Regions from separate parts of the Sus scrofa genome. Here all the other regions are linked to region 1. The links are chromatin contacts, called in public Hi-C and HiChIP or PLAC-seq maps. All regions are on one chromosome and are shown on one strand. Each heading gives the region's core, a stretch centred on a gene start, on an enhancer-like site or on the middle of the called end of the contact. The rest is flanking DNA. Distances are from core to core; before and after follow the strand shown. Region 1 holds the start of CDK17 (cyclin-dependent kinase 17). Region 2 holds the start of LTA4H (leukotriene A4 hydrolase). Region 3 holds the start of NEDD1 (protein NEDD1).

Evidence for each region. A called contact is a pair of places that touch in the nucleus more often than the background predicts. HiChIP or PLAC-seq counts read pairs in DNA pulled down with a chosen protein or histone mark.
Region 2: a contact with region 1 is called in an H3K27ac HiChIP or PLAC-seq map of alveolar macrophages. The contact joins the promoter of LTA4H here to the promoter of CDK17 in region 1. A contact is called at or near these places in 1 of 5 promoter capture datasets (liver) and 2 of 2 datasets of contacts at active chromatin or transcription factors (alveolar macrophages and skeletal muscle).
Region 3: a contact with region 1 is called in a Hi-C map of embryonic fibroblasts, with 2.5 times the contacts expected there. The contact joins the promoter of NEDD1 here to the promoter of CDK17 in region 1. A contact is called at or near these places in 2 of 47 Hi-C or Micro-C datasets (embryonic fibroblasts and epiblast stem cells).

The regions. Positions count from the first base shown.
Region 1 is chr5:87,178,792-87,182,782 of Sscrofa11.1, forward strand. CDK17 (cyclin-dependent kinase 17) reads left to right here and starts at 1,341. Exons shown (of 18, transcript XM_021092731.1): 1 at 1,341-1,432.
Region 2 is chr5:87,484,788-87,488,557 of Sscrofa11.1, forward strand. It overlaps LTA4H (leukotriene A4 hydrolase), which reads left to right and starts at 1,765. Exons shown (of 20, transcript NM_001185132.2): 1 at 1,765-2,084. The coding sequence starts at 1,926. TRNAD-GUC (a tRNA gene) reads right to left here and starts at 1,429; the gene lies at 1,358-1,429. The region is part of intron 2 of LOC110260790 (a long non-coding RNA gene); the gene reads right to left.
Region 3 is chr5:86,735,944-86,739,706 of Sscrofa11.1, forward strand. NEDD1 (protein NEDD1) reads right to left here and starts at 1,316. Exons shown (of 15, transcript XM_021092727.1): 1 at 1,205-1,316.

The sequences.
Region 1 (3,991 bases), core at 91-2,590:
GTGTTTACTCTGCCTTTATCCTTCTTAGTGGGAAAAATGTGGGTCAGTATTACTTCAGTTTGTCTTCACTTTCACTCTGCTGTTCATTCCTGAACTAGCTGTTAGCCTCTGGGAAAGAAGAAAGTAAAGACACTTACAGAAACTGGGCCAACCTCTCCACCGCTCCCCTCCTCCAAGAAAACACAACCTAACCAACTCTGCAACAGTACTTCCTTTCTGTTCTCAGAGCACCTTCCATTGCCCTTCTCAAAGCTCGGATTTGTATAACTGTTTATGGAGTACCTTTCACCCCAGAGAGACGCTCCGTGCTTTGAGGACCTAGTATATTGCCGCGAATATAAGAAAAAGAAGTTGGTAATTTAAATGAATAAATGCCGCCTGTGTGAGGGACTGCTGCCCTGGTACCCACCCCCTCACCTAACCACAATAAAGGAGAAAAGTTGCAGCAATCAAGCTCAAGTGCAGGTCCTTTGACACCAGCTCTCTAGAGAACCAACAGAGAACCGTGGCCACGGTCTCTCAATTACATAATTACTTGGATAATGTCAGCAGCAGTTTTTGTTTTGTTGGGGGGTGGAAGATGAAGGGGGGGATTATTCAGATAATTTCTCCTCCAGTCGCGGTGGACAGGCAGTGCCTAACCTTCTCACCTACGTGGGGTCTCCCCACCCCTCCCACCCCCTCCAGCCGCCCCGAGGCCCGGGGCTCGGGGCTCCAGACCCAGGCCCCACCTCGGGGTGGGGGGTTTCCCGGGGATACCCCGCCCCGCCCTCGAGGCCCCGCCCCCTCCGCCGCCGTCGCCGCCGCCGCCGGCAGGGGTCGCGCTGCCCGCGGCAAGCGGCTCGGGCGGAGGTGGGGGAAGCTCCCGCGGCCGGTCGCCTTTCTCTGCCGCTGCTGGTTGGATCGTTTCAATAAAAGTCTTTTTTCTTGTTCGCTCGCTCTCCCCCCGGGGGACAGGCGGAGGCGTCAATCCGCAGCCGCCGAGTGAGAAAGCGACGCACACGCAGCGAGCGAGAGCGGCCGCCCGCCGTCTCCTCAGCTCCTCACGGTCCGGCCCCGGGGAAGAAGGAGCCCGCGTCCGGCCGGGCAGCCTCAGCCGGGCGTCGGCGCTTCCCAGGCCGCCTGGCTCCGGCTGCGCTCCTCCGCGGGGATTAGTGGGCGGCCCGCGCGGCCCGGCGGCTCGGGAGCCATGTTGTCCGGGGGGCTTGGCAACGCGTGAGGGACCCGCGGCCCCTCCTGGAGGCTCCGGACCCTCGGCTTGAGCTGGAAGGCGGCGGCTGCTGCGGAGGCCTGCGCCTCGGAGGCGCCTCGGGTCTGCCGGCCGCTGGGACCCGGACCTGCATCCGGTCGCCGCGGGTGTCGGCCGAGCTGCTTTCCGCCTGCACCCCGCCTCGCCTCGCCTGGTCTCAGGACGCGGCCCCCGCACTTGCTGGTGAGTTGGCGGCCGGCGGTGGCGCGGGGCTTTCCCCCCTGACCCGCCGACCTGGGGCTGAGAGGGGCCGGAGCGTGCCCGAGACCCGGGCCTGGGCCGGCGGCTGGTGGGGACGCGGGGGGCTCAGGCCCCGCGGGGAAGTTGAGAGAGGTGGGTGGGTCGCAGGGGGGTGGCTTGTGCCTGTCGCCCTCGCCCGGGCGTTTCCGGCAGTGGGGTGAGGTGTGGGTGTCTGACTCTCGGGCTCCTCTGCGGGAGGCGCCTCCGGCCGCCGCCGCCGCCTCCGCCTCCGGTGCTTGCTGGCGCTTCGGTCTCCGGGGGAGGCCGGTCTCCCCGCGAGGCCCTGGAAGGGAAGAGGCAGAAAGTCCCCCGCGGCATAAAGGTCCCCTCGGCGGGGGTGGAGCTGCGGGAACGGGAGGCTCAGCCCCGAGGGGCAGGAAGGGGCTCAGGTCCGCGGGAGGTGGGCGAGGCGGCGGCGGCGGCGGCGGCGGCCGCGTTTCCAGCTCCTTGGAGACGCCGGGGGTGTGCGCGGGTGGGGAGCGAGGGGAGGAGGAGCCCTCGCGTGGGGAGCGGGCCGAGACAAAGATCCGCGCAGCCTCCCGCTGGCGGGTCACACCCCTGAGCGCCGGTCAAGAGCAGAGGCGGAGGGGATGTCGGAAACCCCCAGAACCGACGGGGAGGGGCAGGTGGGGGGCTGCCAAGTATTGTCATCTCCGCCGCAGTTGCTTGTCTCAGGGTTTTTGTGCGGGATGATTTTGCTCCCCGACTCGGCTGGATAGCTCCACACTCTCTCCCGCGCATCACCCCCTCCCTGCCACATTGAGTCGCCAGTGGTTTTCCCCTCGTTCTCCCCCTACTTCTCACCCACTCCTTTTCGAGTAAGCAGTCTTTTGCCTTCAGCTTGGGGAACGTTTGCTAATGACAGGATGCCTGAGCTTGTTCTGACCCTGAACTGCCTTGAACTCCTCTCTCTTCCTCCCACCCTTTCCTTTCTGGGATCTTATAATGTCACATGGCCATTAACAATTAGCTTTTCTTCTGCGAAAATGGCAAAAGCGTTTAGCTCAAATGCATGGCGCTCCTCCTTTTTATTAATGTGTCCACCAAAGACACGTCGTTAGTCACGGATTATCACCTCTTATTAGCCAAATGATTTTTTTAGATACAGAAGTGGCAACTTTTGTTTTGAGTTTTGGCTCTTCCTAGGGTCAGCAGTGTGTGTATCCCTGGCAGCCGCTAGACCTGTCATTTATCAGGAAATGCTTGACTTAGATAATTCTTTCCTCAAACTTTGGTGATTATTTCTTGAGTTTTTGTTGAAGGATTTCTTTTAAAAGGCACTTGTGTAAGAAGGTCAAAGTAACAAATCTGAGTCACTGTATTTTAGACTTATTTTATCTTTGGACAGAAGAAAATGAATGGGATTTTAAGATTTTGATGCCTTGCAAGGAGAGCCTTCCTTGAAATTAGAAATAAAGTTCAACCCAATTTTAAGAAAAAAAATTTTGCTACCATTAATATTATTGGTTTGGTTTTGTTCTTTTATGAGATTAAGTAGTTGATTTATTTATTAAATGATGCTTTACTGATGAAGTCGTTTCCGTCTTTGTATTCCTAACTTCTGCATACTTCCAAAAACAATGGGCTGGAACAAAAGAAAAAACTGTGGCTATTTTTAAGGAATATTCTTTTTTATATGAAAGAGATTACTGGAATGTAAAACTGGTAACCTTTTATCTGGTAAACTATCTCCTAGGCCAGAAACCCTAATGGTTTGAATGCTAGGCTTCAAAGGAAATAGGTTAGTATTTGAATTTAAGCTGTTTTCAAATTACTCTGCAAATATAATTCATTGATTTTTTTAACAGTGTAAATAAAAACATTGAATGGAAAGAAATGTAAAACCTGTTTGATGTAGGGATGTTACCATTTATCAGTGGTATTTTGAGAATAGTCCTGTCTTGCTGCATGTTGCCATTTAAATGTTGACACTGTAAAAATTGTAAAAGGGATTTCAGTTTAGGGACTAGTCTCTGAATTGAGGGACTTCCTTCCCCCTCCCTCACCACTTAACAGCTATTTTTTTAACCTCTGCAAAATTAATAGGTTATGTCATTAATATTTTATATAACATTTATCAAAAGGCCATATTGAGGATACACCGATTTTTTTCTTATGTAAATTTTTTTTCTTAGGATTTTTTTTTCTTATGTCTAGTTAGATACTTGAAGTTTTATTCTCACCAGAAGGGAATCTACCAAAAAATTATCAGAGATTTCTGAGTGGTAGGATTTATGGATGAATAAAAATACATTTCTGTATTTCTCAAATTTTCACATTACTTTTACAATCAGTAAAAGAGTATATGAAGAATTAAAGTCTTGTTAATATCCTAATTTGCCTGTTACTGAAAGATGCTGTAAAATGTGTGATTTATTCTTATCCTTGGATTCAGGCCCCAAGAGTCACTTTTGGTGTTAGATATTTGAAATAGTGTAGTCTGCCAAATGTACTCTGATTACCTAAAGGAAAAAAGAGAGATACAGCAAACAAAGATGAAAT
Region 2 (3,770 bases), core at 515-3,014, 310 kb after region 1:
TGCTCTCTAGTGTCTACCTTCAACCAAACCACAAAAGTCAACACACTCACCATTTTCTCACCTCTATCCCATTGCCAAATCCTAAGAAGACCATTTACTTCTTATTTTAATGGCCCTCTAGGCTGTACTTGACATTGCTGGTTGGCTCTATTCTTTTTTTTTTTTCATGAGCACCTCTTATTCTAGCACCACCCTCTCTCTTTTTAAAAAATTTCAGCTGTAATGAGGTAACACTGAGAAATAAAATGTTAAGATATTTAAAATGTGCATCATGAAGATTTGGGGTACATATACCTTGTGAGAGGGTGCCTCCCCGCCTTCAAACTTTGTCTCTTAAATTCTGGTGTTCTTCCAGTTTCCAACCTGTTTCACTGCTCTTTTTACCCACTCTCCTTGGGCTGAGCTAACCCACAGCCAGAGTTTCGTCCATCACATTATGCGATACTCTCATACCTGCCGGAAACATCCCCAGAGCTACAAACGTAAAACTTCCCAAGCGTCTCATGGACAGCTCCGCTCCGAGTCCCATACACTTTCAAACTCCGTTTGTCCCAGATTAAACTTTTCCTACTTAAGTCTGTTCTCTTAATGTTGTCTCCATCTCTGGTTAATGATCATCCGACGACTGAAGCGAAGAATCTGAGAAACCACCTTAGGCTCCTTCTTAATCTGGGAAACCACTTCTCTCAAGTATTCTTTCCATTCTTTCCTCTCTCTCCTTACTTATGACTTACCGGTGTCAGCCCCCTGGCATCTTCTTCCTAGACTATGTAACAGCAGTTTCCTAACTCTTCACACTCTGGTTTTGTTGCCTTTCTCTGAATGCTCTGAAGACTACCAGTGTTCCTTTGATAACAGGAATCTGACCATGTCGCTCCTCTGCTGAAAATTCTTCAATGAGTCAGTTCCCCAGCCATGCATTCAGGAGTAAAGGTCCAGCTGTTTAGGTCCTTTGAGATGGCTCCTTTTCCAGTTGTCCCAGTTTCAACTCTTAGGTCTCATTTTCTTTAGGCAAGTTACGCTTCGATCCTTCCTCACCTCCAGGATGTCCCAGCTCTGCATTCCCCTGTAGCCACTGCACGCTCATATCATAGAACTGTCTCACTACAGAACATCTAAGTTTCTAAGATGGGAATGTGGCTTATTCCTTCAGATCTGGAAATGTACATAAGAACCAGGGCATTGGGTGTTGAATTGACAGAACTGAGTTCACTTGCACTGGGTTGCCAACACGGCATAGCACCAACAAAACAGCTTTAAAGTATAAATCTGACAGTCAATTTGACTGTTCCTTTCACATTTGCTCTTTAAATCTATGAACATTTCCGTCCGTAAGGAAGAAAAAGGCTTCTTGTGCCTCCCCGTCGGGGAATCGAACCCCGGTCTCCCGCGTGACAGGCGGGGATACTCACCACTATACTAACGAGGAATTGCACGGGAGTCAACTTTCTAACAGACTTCTTATCCCTTTTTGCCCCGCCCAGCCATTATATACAGAATCGACATTCTACTGTTCTTGTAACTTCCACCGAAACTGAATGGAACTAAAATGGAGGCTCTCAGTTTCATCTCTCAGCTTACTCAGCTCCATCGGCCCATCTTTCATCTAACTCTCACCCTCTCCTCTTCCTCCTCCTTCCCCTCGGGGAGCAATATCGAGCCACTTCAGCACCCCTCCGCGCGCGCACACACACTCCCAGGGAGCAAAGCGCACTCCTTGTCGCACTGCACCATGGGACGTGTAGTTCCATCCATGCCGTACCCCACTCTTCTCTGACTTCAAGAAACTTCCCTTCCCGGCTGGCGCCACGAATCCCTCCTCCTCTGCCTTGCCTCTCTCCCTCTTTTCCTCGTTCTCAGTCGAGTAGTCTCTCTGGCAGCAGAGTGTCGGGTGCGCATCGCGTGCGGCGGGACTCCCCACAGCCATGCCGGAGGTAGTGGATACGTGCTCCTTGGCCTCCCCGGCGTCCATCTGCCGGACTACACACCTTCACCTGCGCTGCAGCGTCGACTTTACTCGCCGGGTACTGACCGGGACCGCCGCGCTCACCGTCCAGTCTCAGGAGGACAATCTACGCAGCCTGGTACGGTGGGACAGCTCCCAGTGACCGCCTCTCCCCGGCCGCCCGCCTTCTGTCTCTCACCCCGCTGCGGCCCCTTCCCAGTCCCATGCGCCTGTCCGCTTTGCGCAAACCGCGACGCTTCTGTGCAGCCCGCGACCCATATTCTGCACCTCCTTTTCAGCCCCCACTTATTGCTCAGCATCCCCTTCTTCTGCCCCAAGACACCCCATACCTTTCCCTCCCAACCCAATTGCGTTTCTGCATTCCTCCCTCACTCCCTATGTTTACCAATCTCCTTTTACACCCTTGTCTCCAAAGCCCCGTTCCCAGTCCCTGGACACATGCTCGTGCCCACTCCACGCCCCACTCCTCACCCAGCGCTCAAGTTTCATCTTAGCACGAACCCCCTCCCCCATCCCCCATAAGACTAGTTCCCAGCGCCAATGCCTCTTGCCCTCTCCCGGTTTCCTGGGCCTGCAGCCCGGAACACCCTCTTTAGGCCCCTGACTGCTTCCAATTCCCCCGCACCTTCCTCAGTACACGGTCTCAGCCAAGTCTCAGACCCTGTATTCTGCTGATGCTCAGTCCCCCTTTTCTCTCCCAGTCCCCTTATTTCCGCCCAGAGTTCTGCGATAAAACCGATCGCCGTCTTCCCTCACTCTCCAGCCAGTTCTCAAACGCCCTCGAATTCCCAGCCCTGCTTCCATGCTTCCAGTCTGCTTTCAGACTCCACGTGCAGCTCTTTCTCTCTGGGTTCATAGTTCTTCCTGCCTTTGATTCTTATCACCCTTCCCGTCCAATAATTTAAGGATGGGTGAGACATTGAAGTTCTCTAAGAATGTCTCATTATAATTTCTTAATAGTGGGTTCCAAGAAGCAGGTAATATTGCGCTTCTTAGAAAATACGGGCGTCTTCAAGCTCTCTAGCCACTCGAATGATGACAAACTTGCTTAGATTTGTGGAATATTATTAAATTATTTTCTCTGCACAACATAACCTGTTTTCAGTGTTCTTACTCAAATTGTCTGGTATTATTTGGATTGTATCTTTCACCTGAGGAATTTCATAGAAAAGCATTTTAGAAATAAGAGGAACAAGACAAGACCGGCCACACTGTAGTGGTGTAGTGTAGTGATAGCTACTAAAACCCAGCAATAAGCAATCAGATAAGGTTATGTTGTGGGCTGGACGGCTGGAAATCAGTGGGGTCAATTCACTGGTCATAAGAATAAGTTTCGATAAGAGTTGGTGGTTTTTTCCTGCTTGAGCAATAGGCCTGTATTTTGAGTCATTAATATGAACTAATACAGCCCATAACTTTCTTACTCTTGGTGCTTTAACATTTTGCTAGACTGATTCTGATGTAAAAAATAGGTTGACTCCTCTATGCATTGATGAGTAGTCACTAGAAGTACTGTAAGGAAAAAAAAATAAAAGCTTTATAAGCAAAACAATAACTATTTTTCTATAGGTTGTACTTTGGTCTGTTTGAAGTGCCAAGCTATGGTTCATTGCAGACGGCTGTCCTCAGGCAGGACCTGCTGAACTGAGGTCCTGATTCAGTGCAATCTCTCCTTTTAGTAAAAGCAAGTGAGTTTTGAGTTTGTCACTGCTTAATGTGACCTTGCGCTGTCGCTTGTTTTGTAAAAATAAAAGCTTTACCTCTGTTCCATGGGTAAGCAAGAGTCAGGATGCTTACCTTTTGA
Region 3 (3,763 bases), core at 66-2,565, 440 kb before region 1:
TTGCTCAGTGGGTTGGGGATCCGGCGTTGCCGTGAGCTGTGGTGCGGGTTGTAGACACGGCTCAGATCCTGCGTTGCCGTGGCTGTGGCACAGGCTGGTGGCTACAGCTCCGATTCCACCCCCTACCCTGGGAACCTCCATATGTCCCGGGAGCGGCCCTAGAAAAAGTAAAAAGACAAAAGAAGAGAGGCTAAAAGTTTTGTTAACTAGAAAAGTCACTTATGTGATTCATTATGCTTCACTCATCACGTAAATACCATTCTACTAAAAGCCGCTAGTCATCTGTTGAAATGTAGACAGTGTTTGGATTTGGTGCCTTAACATGTGGTAACGTGTCCTTTCCATTTCCTACTCAACAACAATTTAGTGCTGGAAAAGCATCTGTACATCCAGGAAACACCACTGAAAAACGTCTTTACTACAATCTTAGATCATTCCTGTGGAGCAGTTGTGGAGTAGCGGAAAGATCCCTGTAGCCTGGGCACAGAGGATGTGTCCAGAGTTAGTCACTTTGGCCAAGTCACCCAATGTCTGTTGGGAAGGGGACCACTGACCCACCAACCTCCACCTTCCCAGAACAGACACATTTAAGGGAGGGGCATTACATCAGCCTCTGGAAAAGGCGCCCATCAAAAGTGAGCTGTCAGGACACAAGGCGGTAAGAGCCCGCCAGCCCCAGATCTGGGGAGCACGGTTACAAGAAACAATTCCACTACGACACCTAGCTTAAACAAATAAAAGTTCTCCAACTTTCATTCACCCAAAAGGCACTTTACTTGCAGGAGTGTTGCTCAGCTGGGGTTATCTTGTAAAATGCATTCAAGCGCCGGCTAAAAGAGTCGGATTTGAGAGATTTACAAAAAGGAAGCGGGACTGTGGGCAAACGGCAAACTTTCCAGAGGCAGCGCAGACCCCAGAGCTGCCAACAACCTGCTCCCGTGAAGCCGGGCCACCTCTCGGGCTCGATCCGAGGCTGTCACAGGCGGGGGTGCACGACCCCGGCCCGCGGCTCCCGGGCACTTCCGCGCCAAACGCACCGCCGCGCCCCTGCCCCGCAAACGTCCCGAGCGCCCGGCCGGCCGGGGCTCTGGGGGCCCAGGGACCTCCGACCCGCCCCCTGCGGTGCCGGAGGGTGGTCAGGGGCCAAGAGACAGCAAGTACGTGGCGGGCGACGGCCCACTGCCCCCGGCCCTCCGAACCTCACCTCTCAGCCGCCGTAGACCGGGGGCATCGGACCGGCCCGCTCCGGCGCTGGGCTTCCGGCTCCCGCCTGGAGTGTTAAACTTCGGCGGCCGGAAGTCCCGCCCCCGCCTGGCGTCACCGGGAGAGGCACCGCCCGAAGCGGTGGCTCCGGCAGGCGGGCGGAGCCCGGGCTAGGGGCTGGGCCTAGGGCGGTGCTGGGGCTTGATGGGGGTCTTGACCCTAACCGCTGGGCGGTAATTGCCGGCCTCCTTCCCTCCACGCCCCAGCGAAGGAACTGGGGCCGGGCCGCTGCTGCCCTTTATCATCCATTTGTTCACTGACTGCCTACTGTGTGCCAAGGCCTTCGTTAGCCTCTGGGTGGGTGCACAGTGATGAGTTTAGCCTGGGAATACTGGGGTACAGTCAACTCTCGTGGTCCCTGGCCCAGCAGACGTTCATAAGTAATTCACACTTAAGTGAAAAGCGAAAACTGAATTGCGTACCAGATGCATGAAAGGGAAACGAACATGGATGTGGGTTTGGGAAAGGCTTCGCTAAAGAGGAAACCTGGGAGAGCTGATGATACCCAAAGCAATTTACAAACCAAGAGACATGCTAAAAAAGCTAAGAAATAACGGAAAGCATAAGCGAGCTATTCGACTTCAAAACCTACGATCTTTTTTCTGAATCATGCTGCGGGGTCAGGAACATCAAACACCATCTGGTTGGGAATTCTTTTGAAGGAGATGCTTCTCAGAGTGGAAAAAGGAGGAGGTGAATTAAGCTTTCATATGCCCACATGCCGCTTCTACCTGTGCGCTTTTTTTTTTTTTTTTTTTTTTTTGACAATTTTTGCTGAGAATCTTTGTAAAAATATAGGGCATTTCTGGAGTTCCTGTTGTTAAACAGCTCAGCAGGTTACCTCCTCTCTGTGAAAATGCAGGTTCCATCCTTGGCCTCACTCAGTGGTTTCAGGATCCTGCCTTGCTGTAAGCTGCAGCTAGGTCCCAGATGCAGCTGAGGTCAGGTGATGCTGGAGGCTGTGGCATAGGCAGCAGCTGCAGCTCTGATTAGATCCCTAACCTGGGAACTTCCATATACCGAAGGTGTGGCCATAATATATATATACACACACACAAACACACATACATATACACATATATATGTTATACATACTTATATAGATGTTATATATACTTATTATATATATTTTTATGTATATGGCATGTCTCCTAACTGTTGTTATTCTTTCAGCACAAGTACATACTCGGAGCACTTTTCTGAACTAGGTACATAAACCCCAGTTACTTGCACCAATATTGCAAATAACTGGAAAACTCTAATAAGTATAGAGCAGAAATTCTTTTCAGAACAGAAAAGTTGTTAAGATTGATGGGGAGCCTCAAAACAAGAAATTAAGGCAAGTAGCAACTTCCTTAATTGTATAGATTACAGTTCTTGAGGTTATAAAAGCAATTTTGACAGGGATGGGGGCCAAAAAGTCGGGAAATAAAAAAATAAAGTAAGAGGAGTTCTCTTGTGGTGCAGTAGGTTAAGGATCCGGCATTGTCACTGCAGCAGCTTGGCTCACTGCTATGTCTTGGGTTGGATCTCTGGCTCAGGAACTTATATACTCCATGGGTGTGGCCAAAAAAAAACGATTAAAGAAAAGGAAACAATGTATGAGCATGTGAGCAGTGGGGCAGGAAGAATAAGGGAAAATAAGGGAAAGAAAAGACAACTAAGTCTGAATATTTCAAACCAGCAGGATAACGGATACTAGAATATCTGACACAACATATGATATAGTAACATATACATGTTATATATCATACAACATATTCATGAAACATACTTTACTAAGCAGTATATATTTGTGTGTGTATAGATACGTAGGTAAAGTATATTTATGTACTGTATATATTTATCTTTCTAAAAATACATATGTACTATTATATGTCCCCATTTTCCATAAGAAACAGAGATTAAGTAACTCGCCCAAGGTCATACAATTAAGAAATGGTATGGACAAGAGTTAAATCCAGAACCATAAGACTATAAAGACTGTGCTCTTAACCATTATGCTATTCTACCAACAGCCAAAATACAGCATAAAGGGACAAATGTTAGCCTCTGCTGCTTTCTCCCTGCTAGTCCTAAGCCTCATCAAACCTTGCATGGTCCCGGAATGGACCTGTCTCTCCTGTTCCTACTTCCGTGTCTATATGCATAGTGTTTCCTAGTTCTGTATAATATATTCTACAAGTAATGTAAGCCAAATGTTGGAAACTTCACTAACATATAAATTATATACACCTACACAGCTTACCAAATGGAGTATCAAGACAAGGGATATTCCTAGAGACACAGGGATACTTTCTAACAATACAACTAGAAGCCATATCAATTGTAAATAATATGTGACCAATAACAGAAGTTCAAAGTACATGAAGAATAAATGTCAGAACTAAAGGGAGGAAAAGGAACATGCATAATCATAATCACTGTTGGAAACTTTAACAGAATTCTCTTAGTAGTTGATAAAACATCTAGATGAAGAAAATCAGTAAAGATGTGGAAG